Regions from separate parts of the Mus musculus genome. Here all the other regions are linked to region 1. A link is a contact called in public HiChIP or PLAC-seq and promoter capture Hi-C data. All regions are on one chromosome and are shown on one strand. Each heading gives the region's core, a stretch centred on a gene start, on an enhancer-like site or on the middle of the called end of the contact. The rest is flanking DNA. Distances are from core to core; before and after follow the strand shown. Region 1 holds the start of Pyurf (Pigy upstream reading frame). Region 2 holds the start of 8430415O14Rik (a long non-coding RNA gene). Region 3 holds the start of Nap1l5 (nucleosome assembly protein 1-like 5).

Evidence for each region. Promoter capture Hi-C pulls out the DNA fragments that hold promoters and counts their contacts. HiChIP or PLAC-seq counts read pairs in DNA pulled down with a chosen protein or histone mark.
Region 2: a contact with region 1 is called in a promoter capture Hi-C map of the 3T3-L1 cell line, with 4 times the contacts expected there. The contact joins the promoter of 8430415O14Rik here to the promoter of Pyurf in region 1. A contact is called at or near these places in 5 of 39 promoter capture datasets (the 3T3-L1 cell line, hippocampal neurons and liver).
Region 3: an H3K4me3 HiChIP or PLAC-seq map of embryonic forebrain shows a contact between it and region 1, with 8 times the contacts expected there. The contact joins the promoter of Nap1l5 here to the promoter of Pyurf in region 1. A contact is called at or near these places in 5 of 39 promoter capture datasets (the 3T3-L1 cell line, 3T3-L1-derived adipocytes, the C10 cell line and 2 more) and 1 of 115 datasets of contacts at active chromatin or transcription factors (embryonic forebrain).

What each region holds. Positions count from the first base shown.
Region 1 is chr6:57,690,409-57,693,749 of GRCm38.p6, forward strand. It overlaps Pyurf (Pigy upstream reading frame), which reads right to left and starts at 1,670. Exons shown (of 2, transcript NM_025574.3): 1 at 1,401-1,670. The coding sequence starts at 1,597.
Region 2 is chr6:58,963,533-58,966,873 of GRCm38.p6, forward strand. 8430415O14Rik (a long non-coding RNA gene) reads left to right here and starts at 1,667. Exons shown (of 4, transcript XR_001785268.2): 1 at 1,667-2,122. It overlaps Fam13a (family with sequence similarity 13, member A), which reads right to left. Exons shown (of 18, transcript NM_153574.2): 8 at 1,529-1,676.
Region 3 is chr6:58,905,640-58,908,980 of GRCm38.p6, forward strand. It overlaps Nap1l5 (nucleosome assembly protein 1-like 5), which reads right to left and starts at 1,487. Exons shown (of 1, transcript NM_021432.2): 1 at 1-1,487. The coding sequence starts at 1,328. The coding sequence ends at 858. All of the region lies in intron 23 of Herc3 (hect domain and RLD 3), which reads left to right.

The sequences.
Region 1 (3,341 bases), core at 420-2,919:
CAAAATAGAGAACTTGCCCCATTGCTCCAGGATGCCAGCTGTTTGCAGATTTGTCTTTCTATAGCCCAATTCCAGGTTTTTGCTGTTTTTGCCTTTATAAGCCCCTTACCCCTTGAGCTCGTGGTCTATTCCTCTACCCCTGTGTGGGATACGAGTTGTCCCTAGTGCGCTGGTCTTTCCCGATTAAACCTCTTGCAGTTTGCATCAAGACCGTTTCTTGTGAGTAATTTGGGGTGTCACCTATCCTGAGTTAGAACATGGGGGAGTCCTCATGTTGTGGGTCTTTCAGGATCTGCTTTGATCCTTTATGGTTCATACACATGACAGGAAACTGGGAATAATAGGCGTTTTAAAAAGATTGAAGCCAAGCCGGTCATGGTGGCACACGCCTTTAAGCCCAGCACTTGGGAGGCAGAGGCAGGCGGATTTCTGAGTTCGAGGCCAGCCTGGTCTACAAAGTGAGTTCCAGGACAGCAGGGCTACACAGAGAATCACTGTCTCGAAAAACAAAACAAAACAACAACAAAAAAATCAAAAAAAAAAAAAAAAAGCAAACAACAACAACAAAAACAAAACAAAAAAAGATTGAAGCCAGAAGTGGTAGTTAACTCCTGTAATCTCCTGCTCTCAGGAGACTGATGCAGGAAAAGTATCACAACTTTGAGGCTAGCCTGGGCTATAAAAAGAGTTCCAGGAAAGACCAAACCAAATAGAGAAACTTGTCTCCCCTTCCCCCATCAAAGAATGGAGAGGCTGGAAAGATCAGTATGTCAATAGTATTTGCCCTGAGTTTTGATCATGTCTGAATGTCTCTCTCCCTGTCTCTGTCTCTCTCTCCACACACACACACACACACACACACACTCAGGCAAGTGCACGTGCGACAAAAAAAAAGGGGGGGGGGAGAAAGGAAAGAATGAAGAAACGAGCCAAAGGAAGAAAAGAAAGAGAGAGAGAGAAAGAGAGAGAGAGAGAGAGAGAGAGAGAGAGAGAGAGAGAGAGAGAGAGAGAGAGAGAGAGGAAGGAAGGTAGGTAGATAGGTCGGTCCGGACGCTGGCCCTGATACTGTGTTTCAAAAGGTAGAGAGAGAGAGAGAGAGAGAGAGGAAGGAAGGTAGGTAGGTAGATAGGTCGGTCGGGACGCTGGCCCTGATACTGTGTTTCAAAAGGTTCTGGAGCCTAGCCAGTCTCAGAAACCAAGTCTTTCTTTAAAGCCTCCAGGAGAGATTGTAAAGAGCAGCCAATGGCGAGCCAGAGAAAAGCTCACGCGGGTCCTGGGCGGGGCTGACCCTAGCATAGGGGTCGGCCGGGCGGATGGCATCCAGGGAGTAAGCTTCTGATCCGCTGGCGGGCCCACAGGCCACCACCCTTCCTCGGGCCAAGGCGGCAGATGAGTCTCACCTAAGCGGCTTCTTGGAGAGCGGACACACCAGGAACTGCAGCAGCGCCGGGTGGAAGGTGTGGGGCTGCTCAGCCCTCTCGCTCTGGTCAGAGCAGAGCCTGGCCCCGGGCACTTGCAGAAACCTCCCGGCGACTGCAGACAGTGCGCGGAGCCTCCGCAGCGCCGGGGCGAGCCTGCGGCACGTGGCGCTCAGCATGGCGGCTCAGAAGATGGACGAAGCAGCGCTCGGAACTTCACTGCTCTCACACCAGAGCCGCGGAGGTCACCCTGGCCCGGCCCCGCCCCCGGCGCCCGGTCCCGCCCCCGGCCCCGCCCCCGGTGCGCTGCTGATTGCTTCGCCAGCACAGCTTGAGTCGGTGGTGTGGTTCCCAGGGCAGACCGACATTCCCCGGGTCAGTGGCTGCACCACCGCTTTTACAAAACTGTAAACTAAAGCAGTACTCATTCAGGTGTCCAACTTTTCAGTAGGGCTAATCACAAAGGTGCCAATTAGTCAGGGACCGGACTCCAGTCACACGGAGCTCGGCTTCAACTTAGTTTTATCTTCAAGGACTCTTCAACACAAGCATATTGTGTTAGAGGCAACAGCAGGTTTAATATTAATCATACAGTAAGTATCACAAGCAAAAATTTAAGAGCCTGAAGAAAATGGCTTTTTTCTCCTTTTCCGTAAGCTGTGAAGGCTTTTACAACTTGAGGGTTGTTAGTTGTGAATACTATGGTAAAGCACATCTAATGCATGCTTGGACCCCTTTGGGGGGCAGGAGGATCCTTTCACAGGGGTCACTGAAGACCACAGGAAAACACAGACGTTTACATATTTACAATTCATAAATATCAAAATTACAGTTATGAAGTAGCAATGAAGATAATATTATGGTTGGGAGTCATTACAGCATCCTGTATTAAAGGGTCACAGCATTAACAAAGTTTGCTTTGAGTCGCAGGCGGGAATGTCTGAAAGTCAAACAGAGGCAGCTGAGATTGAGTTAATGTGTAGGAAAGGCCTCTGGAGTGCTGGCACTTCTGAGGGGCTTTAGCTGTCTGCTGGGAACCCATATGGCTACTGAAATCTTGTCAATGTTCGTCCTTTGAGCTCTTGAAAAGTACACATGTTCTGCCTCAAAGCTTTGCCACTATATGTGACCTATGAGGGAAGGGACAAAAGGGCAGGAACAAGAAAGGCAGGAAGTCACTTAGCTGAACTTCTGGCAAAAGATAACTCTGACCTTACAGATGTCTCCTCTGCATACCTGCTTTCTCCAGCCCAGGCTCCTCCTGTCCCAAGATGTATGCAAAGCTCTCTGATATCCTTGCAAAAACACTGGTCTCTGGAGGTCACCCAGATGATGAGGGAGCGTGGAAGGAAATGGCAAGAATGCTAACATTAAGGCCATGAGTGGGACTCAGCAGAAGGCTTGCCTACCCTGCACTGTCCTAAGTTGTAAAACATCTTTTTAAAACAATAAAACAATTTAGAGCTAATGTCTCTACAGCTGTGAGCTGGGTGTAGGCTGAGAGCCAGTTGGACTAGTTTCTTACTGGGTGAAGCGGAAATGGATCTTCCAGGTCCCTGTGTTTCCTAACTTGTCAATTAAAACAAAAACAAAAAACAAACAAAAACAATTTCTGAGCAGCCCCCAGAAGCAATGAAGGTTAGGCTATTTTAGTTGTGAGTTATAGCATAAATCACTCACTTCTGAGCGTTAAACATGCATTAAGCACTCTGAAGTTAGACTGCTGTAGTTAGAGCACCTGGGATGACTCTCCTTTCTTCATGTTCTCACTTCCCAGGGCTAAGCAGTGATGTGGTGTGGGGGTTGGTGTGGGGTGGTATCTAGTTCCACTCCCTAAATAATTTCATCTCTGTTCCTGATGCCACCTTTCCATCTCAAACTCTCTCCTTTGCCTTCCCAGTCTTTACTACGGCCAAGGGAAGT
Region 2 (3,341 bases), core at 417-2,916, 1.3 Mb after region 1:
AAATTCTTTCCTGGAATGATTTCTATGAAGCTCTACATCAGCTTCTAACCACTCTGAAGAGCTTGTTCAGGGTTATTTTAAGTTATGTGTGTTGAGAGAGAAATTTACATTTGTGATTAACCAAGAGAAATAATCAAACTGAGTCTATTTCAGGGGAGGAGCAAGGAAGAGACAGTAGCTCATTTGAATTCTGGATTCAGACTCTTCTTTTTATTTAAAAGCTATATAATAGCCCATACCACTGAACTCAAATACGGTATTTATTTATCTGGGCTTTTGCTTTTATTTGGGCAACAGTGATCTCTCTAAGACTCTTAAGGTTAGAGAAGCTAGATTGTTGCCAATTTATAGATTAAAAAGACATATGCTTATTTCAAAGTGGTCAAAAATAAATGTCAAACCAATAGATATCCTGAAATAGACTAGTTAAATTTCACATGAAGCAAGTCAACCATGCCCTCTTTTGTTCTCTGAATATTTTGAGTTGGAATGATCTGAGAAAATTTCAGATCTGCTGCCTAATTATATGAAAACAACCAAAACAGGTTTCTTAGATTATAGGGGGAAAACATGAAAATTAAGCGGTCTGTTCTCACAGAGCTCCCTAGGTCAGGACAATAAGTAGGATAGCCTTTCACCCTGTGGGCTCTTCCCATGGACTTTTGATGATTAGATGAGAACTGAGGAGTGGGCAAGGATTGGGACAGGGCATACCCACACAAGCAGGGCTGCTTTTCCTAGTTGTGACTCTGTTAAGTCATTATGGGCATTCGGCTGCCTTACTAAAGCCAGGAGCCCATTTCTCTCTATGGCCTTCAGGCACACACTAGAACAGTGACACAGATTTGAGTGTAGACAGAGGGATAGAGGAGGCAGCTTGAACCCTCCCTTGATATAGTTGAGAGAAAGCTCACTTCTTCAGATATCAGAGTAAATTTCTGATGTCTTCATCAGAAGGCTCTAGAAAAGAACAAGCTAAAACCATGTCAGAGGTCTTCAGCAAAGAACTGCTTTCAATCAATGTTCCCAATGATGTGTTAACCAGATTTTTAAAAAAATGTATACATTAAAAGATAGAAGAGAAGCAAAGAAGAATATCTTTCTTAAAAACTTGGAATGTATACTTCAGGAAGTGAATAATGTAGTGGAGTGTGGCTGGTGGGTAGCAGGGGCTAGCTAAGGCATGAGGGTAGTGGGTGAGATGGTGGGTGGCTGATTTTCTGGAGTGTACCACAATCAGGGCAGCACTCTTGGTGGCTTAAAAATATACTGCAAGGTGACACCAGGACAAAGAGCCTGCATATTTTCCTTTCTTGTATTGCAACTACCCTTGGCAACACTAAACAGCATGTTCCTATGCCTGGTAAGGGATTTTGTCTTTTTAAAAATTATTATTAATAGAAACCCAGTTTCTTCTGCATGCATGGCTCATACTCCGATCTGCACAGGCATGTGGTCACAAACCTTGTATATACTTATTCATATATGCTTTTGCAATGCAAAACCCAGATTGCAGATGATCACCTACCTTCCCAGGTCTTCTCATCGCACAATGCTGTCAGGTCCAACTGGGGCATATCTGGGACAAAGCTCTCCTGCTGATCTTCACCATCTTGATTCCTCTGCTGTTTGGTGTCAGATAGACTGGGATGCTCCTGAATCTTCATCGTGGGGTTCTGAAAAAAACAGCACAGTGTGCCCTAATAGCTACTGTTCACCAAAATGCAAAAACATTTGCATCAATCCACGCCTTCTAAATGCAACCTCCCAAGCCACAGCTGCTAACATTTCCACTGCAGAAATAAAAAACAGGGCTTGATGCCCCCTGGGCACTATCTGGCTACTCTCATGCAAATAGCCACTGTCCATCTGCCAGCCTTTAACTTTTCTTCTTGGAGGGGAGAGGCAAGATGATTTCCTTAGGCTGCTCCTCCAGATAACTCCAAGCAGCTGACAGGTCTTGAGTGATTACTGACTAAGACCGGAAAGAAGGAGAAGGAGTTTATGTTTCTTAAAGGAGCATGGCCCATCGGACGGTAAACAACAACAAAAAGCTGGCCACGGTTGCTAAGGCTGTGGCAGCAACATGGTGTGTCTGGCAAGCGGTGGCTTTGCCGCTTAGGTAAACATTCCTGCAAGGGAAAGGGAGAAGCTGGGGCCACCACAGTCTTCTGAGCCTTCAGGCTTAGATCGATTAAATGGGGCTGTTTTCTCTAGAGTGTGGGGAGAACAGACTATTTATGGAGGCGCTCTCTGGGTATTAAAACATTGTTGCGCAAATTCAAATGGCTGGGGTTTGGTGTTTCATCTCAGCTAGCTGTGAGAAACAGACCCTGAAAACAAGCCAGGGATACAGGGAGAATGATCTTCCCTCCGAGTAAAAGTAAGAGCTGGCAAGTTGGGGATGTGTAATTTTATCCTAAAAATACGCAGTTGTCATTGTTTTTCTATTTATTCAGTTAACCTTGAATACTAAAGCTGCATTTGGCTCTGCCATTGGTGGTACTCACACCTGGCTAGGAAATGATGGAAGGGAAAAACCTTCCCTAAAATGCAGATATTTAAGCTAAGTTCTTTTGTGTATGTGTGTGTGTTTAAAATGGCAGTTAAATGAATTCTTTTGCAACAAAATTGTCTTTGTAACTTGTTCTCTTGGCATATTGTAATTTAAGCTGTTATAGCTCTTCTAGCGTTCAGGAAATCATAAATGACTGTGCTTAAATATTTTTACTAGAAAATGTACTTTTCATGTAGCATAGATCTGTACAAAATATTTTCTCTGGGGGTAAATGAACATTTATTTTTAGTTATCCTATCATTAATTAGAAAAAAAAAAACCAACAAAAACATCTGGAAACCATAAGTGAATTCACTAATGTAGGAGATGTTATACTTAAAATAAAGAGCTATTTAAGCCTTCCATCTCCTTTTAGTAGCTGTCTGACCCACTTTGAGATCACCCAGGGAATTCCTGGTGCTTTTGTGCTATTCTGTTTCTCTTGAGTGAAGCATGAAGACTGGCAGTTCTTAACATGGTGAACAAAACAATACTTCAATACAGTCACAATGAGCAGTAACATTACAAGAAATACCAAGGTCTTATACTCTAGGGTAGTGGTTCTCAACCTTCCTGATGCTGCGACCCTTTAATACAGTTCCTCATGTTGTGGTGACCCCCAACCATAACATTATTTTGTTGCTACTTCATATCTGTAATTTTGCTACTGTTATGAATCATAATGTAAATATCTGATATGCTCTAGGATATTCTGAAGTTGTTACCTGTCTACTGGAAAGCAGTCATATTACATCAGTCACTGGTTCTGTGAGTTTAGCCTAAG
Region 3 (3,341 bases), core at 237-2,736, 1.2 Mb after region 1:
ACTTCACAAAGGTCAAACTAGGCAACACTGGATACACATGCTTTACAGAATTGCTACATTCTACATCTCTTCAAGTAAATTATATTTCTAAAATGCTATAAGGTAATTTAACACTTTAAAACATTTGGGGTAATTTTTTACGATTTTGTAAACAAACACTACCAAGAAAACAGGTAACACGGGACCATAACAGATGAACACGTGTTGACAATATTATACATGGAATACACCCTCATTTTTGAAACCATGTTCTTTCTGTAAATGCAAATATTTAAAACATTTTTTCACAACTTGAAATGGCAGTTTTCCTAGCCACATAATCAGTAAATGCTGTCAGTCCAGGCTTGCTCCATGCCAAGGCTCCTCTGGAGTGTAAAGCTGATGTCTGGGTTTGCAAAAGCAAAAGTCTTAAAGATGACGTCGTTCCTGGGTTCCTTTTCCTCTGCGCTGGAAAATGTAAAGAAACTGAAGAATTAAGCATTGAGAAGAGTTCTGTCTTAGCTTGGATGTTCTGGTGTAGTGTGATGAATGGATTTCAACGTGTGACGCACTTTTAATTCCCATCTAACTGACAACCTTTCAACAGTCTCAAGTCCAGTTCTCACAGAAGAGCAGGGAGAAAAAAAAAAGTTTAATTAGGCTTTTTTTTTTTTCTAAAAAACGTCTTTTAGCATCTGTTTTACACAAATAAAAGTCAGATTAGAAACGGGCTAGCCAGAATCTACTTGATTCAATTTAATTTTAGGAATGTCAGAATAGATTCACATTTTATTTTGGGCAAATCCTGAGCCTTTTAAAGTCTGCCGACATTGGAAATAAAAGGGGCAGGGGATTTATCACCTGTCAGCTTGCTGTGCTCACTTCTTGGCGAAGTTGGGACCCCCAGTTGCGCCAGCTGCAGCCTCTTCTTCCTCCTCCTCCTCCTCGTCGTCCTCTTCCTCGTCATCTTCATCATCCTCTCCCTCCAGGGTCCACGCGCAGCCCTCCATCTCTCCGGTGAGCTCCTGGATCTTGGCGAGCAGGGGCTTGTAGATATCGTTGTACTTCTTCTCCAGAGCCTGGAATTCCTTGTCAAACTTGGCCTCGATCTTATCGCAGCGCTTCTGCAGCTTTTTGAGCGCCAGAACCCGGCATTTCACGGAATTGGGCAAGCTCTCCATAAAGTCTTTTTTGGGCTTGGGCGCGTTCTCCGCGGGGGCCTGGGGCTCCTCGGCCGCGGGAGCAGCGGCACTGTCACCGGTCGCGGCATCTTCGCCACCCTGGGCGCCTTCCATTACCTCGTCCTCGGCGCGGCTCTCAGCGGGTCCCTGCTTCTCGGGGTCGGCCATGGCTACTGCTCGGCTCAGCTGGGCTTGTTTGCCGCAGTGGTCTGGTGGTTGCGCAGTCTGCAATAGAGCTGGTCCAGAGAGGTCCTGCAGCTGTGATTGCGGCTGGTCCAGAGTGCGTCTGAAGATGCGGCAAACGCTGACGGCTGTGGTGACGTCCGCGCGGCCGCTTCGCGGCTCGCGGCAAGTGAATGGCTGCTCACTATCAGCTGATGGTTGTGCGCACACACTGCACCAAATTGTTGCTATGCTGCTATCTCCGAGGTCTCTAAAACCTGCCACTTAGACACCCAGCCCTCAGCATCCGCCCCCACCCCTGCAGAACTGGCTGGAACCAGCTCGAGGCTGAGACTGTATTTTTCCATACCTGTTTATACACCCCCCCCCCCCAATCTGTTTACTGTGTGCTCCCCCTCCCATCTTAGTTCTCCAAATCCGCAATGCACCTGACAATCTTTGTTGAAAGTGCGCCATAGCTAATGTTGGTAAGCCTTGGTTATGGGTACATTTCCAAGCCTGACTGCGTCTTAAATTCACTTTCAGAGAACAGAAATGCAGGAGAACCATTTTCCTTCACCTTTGCAGACCCACAGTGCGTGCCTGTATCTGCGCAGACCATCTTTGGCTCTTAGAGCACAGTTAGACATCTCTGTTAAACCTATATCCTCGTGGCAAATTGTTCCGGGAGGGACCTTGGCATTGATTCTGTAAGTGTTTGTGTGGCAAATTTCTGCGCTGTGAGCATTCTAGTAGGTTTCACACAATTGCCTCTGAAAAGAAATAAAGTGAGGGTGAACAGAAGAAATGCAAAGCCCTAGAAGTGTCCAACCGTGTGACATTGTGAAAAGATGCTGTCATGTATAGATGTGTAGGGCCCAATTCAGTTTTTGGGTGGAGGCACACTGCTTCCAGTTAGCAGATTAAACATGCCCATAAAGGCTGGGGAAAAGAGGTCATTTTAATACATCTTGAAATGCGTGTTTGATCCTACACTTCCTTAGGGACCCACAGATGCTTCTACAGTCATTTGTCACCAAACACTTCACAGTTAACCATCTGTTGTTTGAATCTGCTTGTAATTTGTATGTGAGAGCTTTGGAAAAGACCATAAACATCAAAGTCTTGTTTTCTAATAATGAAGTGATCTTTTATTTTTTTCCCCATATAAGCCAGAATTAGAGAGTTATTTGTTTTGTTTATCTATCTATTTATTTATTTATTTAGCTGGTCCAGTCTAGCTTTAAACTATGTGAACTCCAGGTCCTTCCTGCCTCCTTAGAGCTTCTAGAATAAAGAGCAGGGCACAACTTTTAAGTGGTTCCTAGAGGATACATTCATTACCTATTTAGATCTGTCTTTCTCTGTGGTGGGTCTTGCCAGAGTTTTATGCATATGAATTTCATAAGAAATTTCTCTCTTTTACTTCTTACGTGTATTAACTTAATTGTATGTAAACCATTTAGTGCTGACATGGAGTAAGCACTGAATATTTTTAAAGTAAAATTACTGTATTAAAAACAAATACTTTTGTCCCTCTGATGAAAGAAAGTGAAATATACAAAATACCTTTTTAACGTACTTCTGAGTCCTTTAGTTTGTTTTACTCCCCCCTCCTGCCTTGTTCTTTTTTTCATTACATTTTTGTCTTTATTTATCGATGGAGTGGTTGCACATTCAGCAGTATGAGTATCTGTTGGTTCTATCATTCCGACTACGTGCTTCTGGGAATCTCACTTAGGTCTTCAGGCTTAGGAGCAAATGGTTTATTTGCTGAGCTACTTTGCTGAACCTTTTAGGACTTTTACTTTTTTACTCACAAGATCCTAAAACTTAGACTAGGCTGTTAGTAAAGCCTAGCATTTGGGAAGTATTTCTATAAACAAATGGGTCAGTGTAAGCTCTGTGGTAATCAAGATATTGAATAGTAACTTTACTCCCCTAAAATACCCATGGGGCCTTTCCCCTACAATGCATATGATACATTGATCTATACACTGTCTTAATAATTCTATTCTC